Regions from separate parts of the Rattus norvegicus genome. Here region 2 is linked to region 1. A link is a contact called in public Hi-C data. All regions are on one chromosome and are shown on one strand. The core of a region is the stretch at or near the end of the contact, and the rest is flanking DNA. Distances in the headings are between cores, read along the strand shown.

Evidence for each region. Hi-C and Micro-C count contacts between places; a contact is called where the count stands out from the background.
Region 2: a Hi-C map of kidney shows a contact between it and region 1, with 5 times the contacts expected there. The contact joins the enhancer-like site here to the promoter of Adgrg6 in region 1. A contact is called at or near these places in 5 of 12 Hi-C or Micro-C datasets (the A7r5 cell line, the Rat2 cell line, Schwann cells and 2 more).

What each region holds. Positions count from the first base shown.
Region 1 is chr1:10,771,512-10,775,760 of GRCr8, forward strand. It overlaps Adgrg6 (adhesion G protein-coupled receptor G6), which reads right to left and starts at 2,364. Exons shown (of 24, transcript NM_001427850.1): 1 at 2,304-2,364. The coding sequence starts at 2,305.
Region 2 is chr1:10,893,498-10,897,746 of GRCr8, forward strand. All of the region lies in intron 1 of Vta1 (vesicle trafficking 1), which reads right to left. Among named protein-coding and RNA genes, the nearest start is that of Vta1, 5.1 kb to the right of the region's middle. Within about 2 kb of position 2,049, at least 1 of the 93 cell types and tissues checked has an H3K27ac peak or open chromatin away from gene starts, as enhancers often do. A contact at or near this core is called in kidney, where this site is marked.

The sequences.
Region 1 (4,249 bases), core at 1,114-3,613:
TGTGGACAGTTAGAAACAAGACTGGGTCTAAAGACATTATCATCAGTTGATTTTTTAAACATATAAATGACATTTCTCTCTAATCATTATTTCCAGAAATCAGCATGACACTTCACTTAGGCAGTAACAAATACGCGCCTCTAAAACTTCCCATAAGCCAGCAGACAATAGCCTCATTCACCATTCACATTGGAAAGACACAGTGTCATGTAACTTATATAAGCCATAAATGGAACAGTATCTTCCTGCAATGGGAGACCAACAAAGGCCAGCCTTCCTAAATCTACCGAATTTCCCAGAGAATGAAAAAACACGCAGTTGTTATGACTCCTAAATATATTTATGAAGTCTGTAATTTTAAACCACGAGTGTAACAATATACAAATTTGTTCTAAAAGAGGACGAGACCCTTAATTAACCTGTGTATTTTTATTTACTGAAATTAAAATTTGGAAAATATGGTTTGTTCCTCATTTCAACATTTTTAACAAAATAATAGAAATATTTACCTTGGGTAGATTGGCATTATCTCCATGTGTTCTAACTTGCCCACTGGCTAAAAAGGGTTAAAACATCTCAAACCACTGCACAGAAAATACACATAACCATTTTTGAAAGACACAAAAAAAAATCTCCACCAAAAGAATTTGGTAAAGAAATTTAAATCAAGGGTAAAAGTCTTAGATGACTGCTGACTTGTGATTCAACCTGAGAAGACATAAATTTAATCACACCAAATTCAAATGGATTAGGTAATTTAATTGCATTATCAAGAAAGTGTTATTGTTACTGGTTGATCGATTTCCTGTGTGTGTGTGTGTGTGTGTGTGTGTGTGTGTGTGTGTGTGTGTGCATGCATGTGCGCACACACACGCGTGTGGGCAGGCATGCCTGCTTTCAATCCCATGACCTCTCCACATCCAGGGAAGCTGCCTAAATACTAAATATCTCCTTTGAAAAGTCAGGGTATTTGCAGGAAAAACTGAAGTTGGAAACAAACTTAGCCGTCATTCCAAACCTGTTGCCTGCATAGGAGAACGAGTCTTATGTTACAAGGCTGGCTGTAACCCAAGACAAATGCTTACAAGTTATCCATTCGTCCATTCCACTGGCATAAGCAAAACTGTAAAAGTCACAGGTGTGGCATTGCTTCACATGGAGTTTTAATACAAATATAAGTGGTATTCATTACAAGGCACAGGGAAGAGATCAGAGCTACAGCATGGAGGGCGTGGTTGGTATGCTCTATTCTGTTTCCTACCTTAAAAAAAAAAAAAAGCCTTTGGGGATGCGGACAGGACAGAGCAGCGAAGAGGAATAAACACCGAAGACCCTGGGTGCTAACCTGGAAGAGGAAATCGAAGCGGAAATAAGTAAGGATGGAGTAATGGAATGAGGGAAGGATCAATTTGCTATCACTGCTCAACAAGTTAGTGGAAGTGGGTTAAAAGTCTGTGGGCCCAGGAATAAAGCAAATGGCCGAGGGGGGGGTGGGGGGGAGAATACGGTGTGAGAAAAGGTAACGTTTAAGTTGACCGCAAAGGTAAAGTGACCCATCTGAGAACCATCAACCAGTGTGGCAGGCCAGGAGGTACGTGAGGACACTCTTTCACCAAGTCCCTCTGAGCCACCCCACAACTTGACAACTTGGATGGCAACTCCATCTAGGAAAAGCCTTCACTCTTTTTCTGACCATCCTTACCCTCTCCTCCATGCCTCCTACTGGTAATTCTACAGGAAGCCCTCATCACATTCCTTAATTACTTTTTAATAAACACTGTATATTAGAACGTTTTTCTGAGCTCTTCAAAGAAACGAGCGCGAGGTGGGAGGTTACAAGTGGATAAAAACTCATTTAAATATCTAGAGCTCTGAGAACTACTTCTCCAGGCAAAGGTGACAGCGGAAAGCCAATCTCTGGATCAGCAGAACCTTTCCCCAGCTGTTGATCCGGGCAGTGCTGGCTTGCCAGGACCAGAACCCTGCAAGCCGCTACACTGTGAGCTCCTCCTTGTTTAATCTGAATCAAAACCACGTTTTCCCCCATACTTGAAGCCCTGCCGTTCTTATTCTTTCCACTGCGCGAAAGTGAGGTTTACCTCTCTCAAGAGGAGAAAGGGGGAAAGAAAGCTGCACACACATGCCCGGGCTCCGTTTGGGCAATACCCACACCCGGGTGCCTCGAGGAGGCACACAGAAGCTTCTGTTACTGCAGTTGGTACCTTTCTGGGAAGCGCTGCGCTATAGGGGTGAAGGGGACACAGATGGAGATGCGATGGGCTCCGAGCTGGGAGGCGACTTACATGCTCGCATTACCGCATGGAGGTTCCCAGAGGCCGCACGCTCATCCTCCAGCGCTCCTCTGCCGTGCTGTCCGTGAGCTCCACCGAAGGGGACCGGGGCTTTCGGGACCGCGCCCCGCAGGACCCTTCGTCACGCCCTTTCTGGAGAGTTCATAGGGTTTCCTGGCAGCTGCTCGTCCTCTGCGCGCGGGGCGGCGCAAGGTGGACCCCGGGCGCGCGCCGCGGAGTTCAAGAGTAGGTCCCGCGCGCAGGGGCGCGGCTGACGGCGGCAGGTTCCGCCCGGCGGAGAACTTTCCCAAGAGTTGGGACGAAGGGTTCCGGCGAGCGGGTGGCGGCTGATCCCGGCCCGCGGGATTGGAGAGGCTGAGATCACCAGGCTCCGGAGCCTGCGGCAAGGCGCAGCGCCGTTCCGGCCTCAGTTTACCCCTGAGGCTCAGGTGCGGCTCGGCGCGCCGCCCCCCCCGGGTGGCCCGGGCTCTAGGCGATCGGAGGACAGAGGACCGTCCTGCCAGAGCAGCTGCCCCACCCAGGGCCGGCCACCCGAAGGCAGAGGCAAAGGGAAAAGTCGCCACGCGGGGCGGGACCGGCGCGGGCGGCAGGGTTGGGAGCCTGGCGTAGAGCCAGGCGCAGCTCCGGGGAGGGGACCCCGCTGACCCTGAGGTCACCCGTCGGCTGCGAGCACAGAAACCCGTAGAGGTTGGGTAAAGAGCTTGGAACGTAGGCGGGCCAGTGGGCATTTGTTCTGCCCGCTGCCAAGCACCCGGGCTGTCCCTTACTTTTCCCTTCCTTAGCTCTTCCTTTCCCCGTCCCCTCAATTTCCCTCGAGGGGAGAGGGCTAACGGGAGGTGAAGAGAGAGAGAGAGAGAGAGAGAGAGAGAGAGAGAGAGAGAGAGAGAGAGAGAGAGAAGAGAAGAGAAGATAAAAGGAAAGAAGAAGGAAAGGGAAAGGAGAGAGGGGTGAGGAGAAGTTAATGGGGTAGGGTGGAGGAGGGCTGGAGAGGTTTGGGGCGATTTATTTTTCTTTTCTGTTTGAGCGGGATTAATTTGCCAATGCAAATGCAGCCGCTCACTTGGGAGAGTCAAGACAGCCATGCGACGCTTCTGCTGAGAAGCTGCTTTGCAGGGGGATGTAGGCACACCCACTTTCTAAAATAACTCTGAAGCACTCAGGCCGAGGGTCCCTGAGCTCTGTTCACATAGTGCTAGGGGCAGCGGCTTTTCCAGACTTGATGCCCTTCGGAGTCAAGTAGTCCGGCTTTCGTTGTAGACGGATACATATAAAAGCCATAAAAGTATATTAACCCTGATTGGCTAGTGGTAGAGAAGGACTGGGGTAGGAGGGAAAGAGGTAAAACAGGACTGAGGACAGATAGTTTCAAGCAAAAGAAAGAGGAAGCTGGAAAGCCTCCAGCAATCTAGACTACTTCTGGCCCAGCGTGTGTTCTTGTGATTTTTATCAGTATTTATTTTAACGTTAAAAAAAAAAGAAGAAGAACAGTAGAATTAATAGAGGCTTAAACTGCTCCATTTAAGAAAAGCTGATATCCTTTTGGTATTACAGGTAGGGAAGTGAGGCCCAGGAGGCATAGTCTGCACGAATTATTCAGAAATGACCAGGGTTTGAGATTAAGGTTTACAGACTCAGTTCAAGTCCACCTCTGTGCCACTAGATTGTCCCAAGGAATTATTTAACATTCCACCTAAACTTTTCGAAACGACATTAATTTCACCATTTTGTGGGTCTGGAAAATGGGTGTGGCTTAGCTCTGCGTCTACCGCTAGACTTATCAAAACAGGAATTGAAGTTGCGGTGTCTCCTGAAGGCTTGACAGGAGCAGTGTCTCCCTGCAAACTCTTCATGAGGTAGTTCCACTCCTATAATTCTGTTTTGCTTACTCCTTGACAATGGTTATTCTCGCCCCTCATCTCCTTCTACCTCCCTCTAGT
Region 2 (4,249 bases), core at 799-3,298, 120 kb after region 1:
CCTGCAATCCCAGTTTTCTCTGGAGAGGTTTATTCATACAAAGGAGAGTACTCGAATGACCAACAAGCCTACAGTCACAGAGCACAATATGGGAGCCCACATACTTGCACAGATAACAGTAATGCGATTATAACGCGTGGGGCAGAGACTGACCATTCTGTGTCTTTACTGTAAACCTTTCACTGTCACAGTACAGTATGTTGAGTTGGCCAATAATAACAAAAGTTTTCAAAAGAGACTCTGGTACCAATTTATCGTTTAAGTTCTGAAGCCACAAAGGTTCTTCCCATTGATTTAGGCTTATCTAACTGAAAAGCCTATTTTTTTTTCTGTGTGATTAAGAACAAATTAATAGCAGGCAACCTTTAATGTTAACCTCCATATACTTTACCATCGTTAGTAAAGAAAACAAACATTATTGGTGTTTAAGTTAAATGTTTCTGCTTTTATATGTTATATCTTATCTGACTGAAACAGTGGCATGTATCCAGTTTCCTAAGGAACTACTTATCCTTCTGTGATCACAGAAACAAATGGAGTCTCAAGAAACTGTTCTCAAGGTCACTGGAGCTCTATGGTTTTACAATGCTACCCCCTAGAGGAATCTTTAAAAGCCAAACTGGAAAGTTCATATTTTTAGTTGCAGTGAACTTAAAAAGAGATCCTTCTGGATCTGGCCTATAGTATCAAATCTGGTTGTTCCAAAATTGTTACAATTTTGTTAATGAGATCTCAATTTTTTTTTGTTTTATTAAAGGGGGGAGTTTAGAGATAAAAGACTCTGCTATATTTTGATCAGCAGTTGAGGCTCCTCACTACCTATGCCTTTTAATAGTTTTTGATTTTAGTTTTTAATGGCTTTACTTATTTTTATAATATGAAATATGTCAACTTAGAGAACGGGGAAAAAGCAATCAAAAGCAAAAATTCCATTCTTATAGGAACATGCTACTGTTTATGAATATACATGAGATCCTTTGTCCTACTTTTTCATATGACTCGTCATCTTATAAAATGCACTTTGCCATTTTTCAACAACAATCATTCCTATCAGTGAAGTCATGTACTAGTTTCATAGTATTTATTTATATTTGTGATATATTCACACACACACACACACACACACACACACACACACACACACACACACACAGTCTCTGAGCTGTGAAATTTTACACCTTTACTTATAGCAAAGCTTGTGCAGTACTTGGGCCCCACACATGCTAGCACGTGCTCTAACAGGGAGCTATTTCCCTAGCACTGTTTCTTTTCTGAGGCAGGTTCTCCTGTAGCCCAGGTTGGCTGTGAACACCTGATCCTCTTAGCTCTGTCACCTGAGTGCCAGGATGACAGGTGTATGTTATGCTGCTCAGTGAACTTGAGGCTGTCAAGATCTTCCTGCATTTAGTGTTACTCACAGGACCAGATCTAGCATTGTCCAAAATACTTCAGTGTCTGTTGTTTGTAGGGGCTCATACCTTTTATGGCTTTATTAATGAAAACAAAGATATACATCTTATATATTTCATGGAATTCTGCTGAAAGCAATATTTGTGACTTTTCCTTAAACACAAATTTCCCCAAACTGGAACCACTTAACTACAGATATTTACATTTTCCCAAAATGCCTTCAAAAACTTGTGCCATCTCACTCAGCTATGTTGTGCAGACTTTAGTTCATGACCTGTACCAAGTTCAATTTTAATATTAAAAATGGTACTCATTTAATTAATACTTATTACTGATCATCTTAGATAGGGTTACAATTGCTGTATTGAAACATCATGACCAAAAGCAACTTGGAAAGAAAGGGTTTATTTTCTTCACAGTTCACACCAAAAGCATCAGAACAGAACTCAAGCAGGACAGGAACCTGGCAGCAGTGGTTGATTCAGAGGCCATAGAATGCTGCTTAATGGCTTGCTCCTCATGGTTTGCTTGACCTGCTTTCTTAAAGAACTCAGCACCACCTGCCCAGGGATGGCACCACCCACAACGGGCTGAGCCTTCCCTCATCAATCAGTAGCCAAGAAAATGTCCTACAGGCTTGCCTACAGCCAAATCTTATGTAGGCATTTTCTTGATTGAAATTCTCTCCTCTTAGATGACTCTAGCTTGTGTGAAGTTGATATAAAAACCAAGCGGGACACTGATTAAGCTGAATGTTAATAATTGGCACTCTGTCCTTCATTAGTTTGCAATTTTGTCTACTTATTCATACGGATCTTACATCTGTAAAAATCAGGGCTGGGGAGATGGCTTAATGGGAAAGTTCTTGTGCAAGCACCTACTGTCATTCAGACTGCTTGTAAGTGGGAACTGAAATGATAAAGGAATTGCTATTTCAGTCTTTTTTCTTGGTGACCATGTAAGCTTTATTCGTAATGTTACTAGGAAATGACCTGAATGAACTTCATCAGTTAAATTGCTAAGCTGTAGTAAACACATAAAGGACTATGTGTCTACTACATATGTGCACGGAGAGTAAGGTAGATATGGTAAAGGGCACCATGATGGATATAAGGAGCATATAAACCATTTTGTGAAACCTAGACAGCATTTTACATGACTTGAAATGATATGGTGAGTGAGTCTGCAATCAACAGCTCTGATAAGCGCTGTGAGGTAGCTCTAGGCAGCGCAGGTAGCACAGGTACCTTAGACAAGAGCCTAGCTCAGTACAGGCCTTGGAATTTTAATGACATAACTCCAAGGCGGTGTTGATATGCTAGTGATATCCAGTCCTAAGCTCTGAGCCTTGAGAGCACAAAGCTACATCCAATGAAATGATACAAAAATTGGAACTTTGGAAATGGTCTCTAGCATCACACTGCTCCCCAAACATGAATTCTCTAGTTTCTATGCTGATACTCATTGGCAGGAGGACCTGAGACTTTGTGCACAGAGGGCCTTGGCCTTGGTGACCCACTTGTCAGCCCTAGCAATTGAGATTGGCCTATGCTTTCAAGGACCTCAAAGACTTCCCTGAAGTGCCATCCTTACAGCCTGCCACAACTAAAGGACATCATGGGGAATGTGGGTGCAGGCTGTAAGCTTCTGAGAGTCCTAAGGAGAAGAATCCCCATTGGAACTCTGCAGCAGCATTTCTGCCCAAACAACTGTTCACCACCTGGGAAATGTCTGTTTACTTTTAATATTATCATGATTTTATAAGGAATCTTTGTTTGAATAAACCAAGTATATTTCAAGGACAGGTCCTGTTTGGACATCCTATTGCCAAACGCCTTACTGCTAATAGGTCATGCTTTCTGAAATGAATTCTTAGGCTGTTGTGTCTTGACTGTAATAAGAATAGGAACCAATATTTATGAAACTGCTTAGAATTAAGTGTATATGCACATAAATAAATATGTGTAAGACTTGGAAATCTGAGAAAAACATGGGTGGACTGCACCAATTTCAATTTTCTGACTAAGATGTCATATGGTATTTTTGGGTACAACAGGCTTTCCTCTGTATTATTTCTTACACCTGCACATGGATGAAAAGTAACCTCAAAAGAAAAAATGCCTAATTAAAAATCGAACTTGCTGGCCATGGTATCTCACACCTGTAATCTCAGCATTCAGGAGGGAGAGGTAAGTGGATCTTGTTGAATTGGAGGAAAACTAGAGTCACAAAGGCTTTGTATGAAAAACTCAGAACAAGACAAGACAAAACTTATGAGATTCACTCTTAGAATAGACCTATTTTTCAATTATCATGAATTCATTATTTTGCCATGACAATGTTAAATAGTCCAAGCAAGTAAACAATAAATACCCTAGGATTTATTGTAGCTAAAGAAGGACAAAAATAAACTACTATTTTAGCATTAACTTCTGATTTCAAAGAACAAAAGGACAAGCAACCTAGAAATGTAAGACTACTAAGGTAACAACAAAACAAAACAAGAGAATTCCTCTTAAGTCCAGGAATCACTCTTTTGTTTTTAATTACTCAAGAATAAATACAACACACATAACGTATTTTAAATTTCATATTCTTAGAAACTCCTAATAATAATGGTACTAGGAATCCAAATCAATACATAGTTTCATTTCATAAGGATTTTATACACAGAGACAAAAGATATTTTTTGTGTGTATATCTGTATCCTTCTGCAGGCATATATGGAGGTAGGGAACAAAGATGGGAGTTTTGCTCTGTTGCTTTCCACCTCATTTTCTGAGACAAGATCTGTCATTGAACCTGGAGTTTATCCTGATTGGCTGGGTCATAGGGCAGA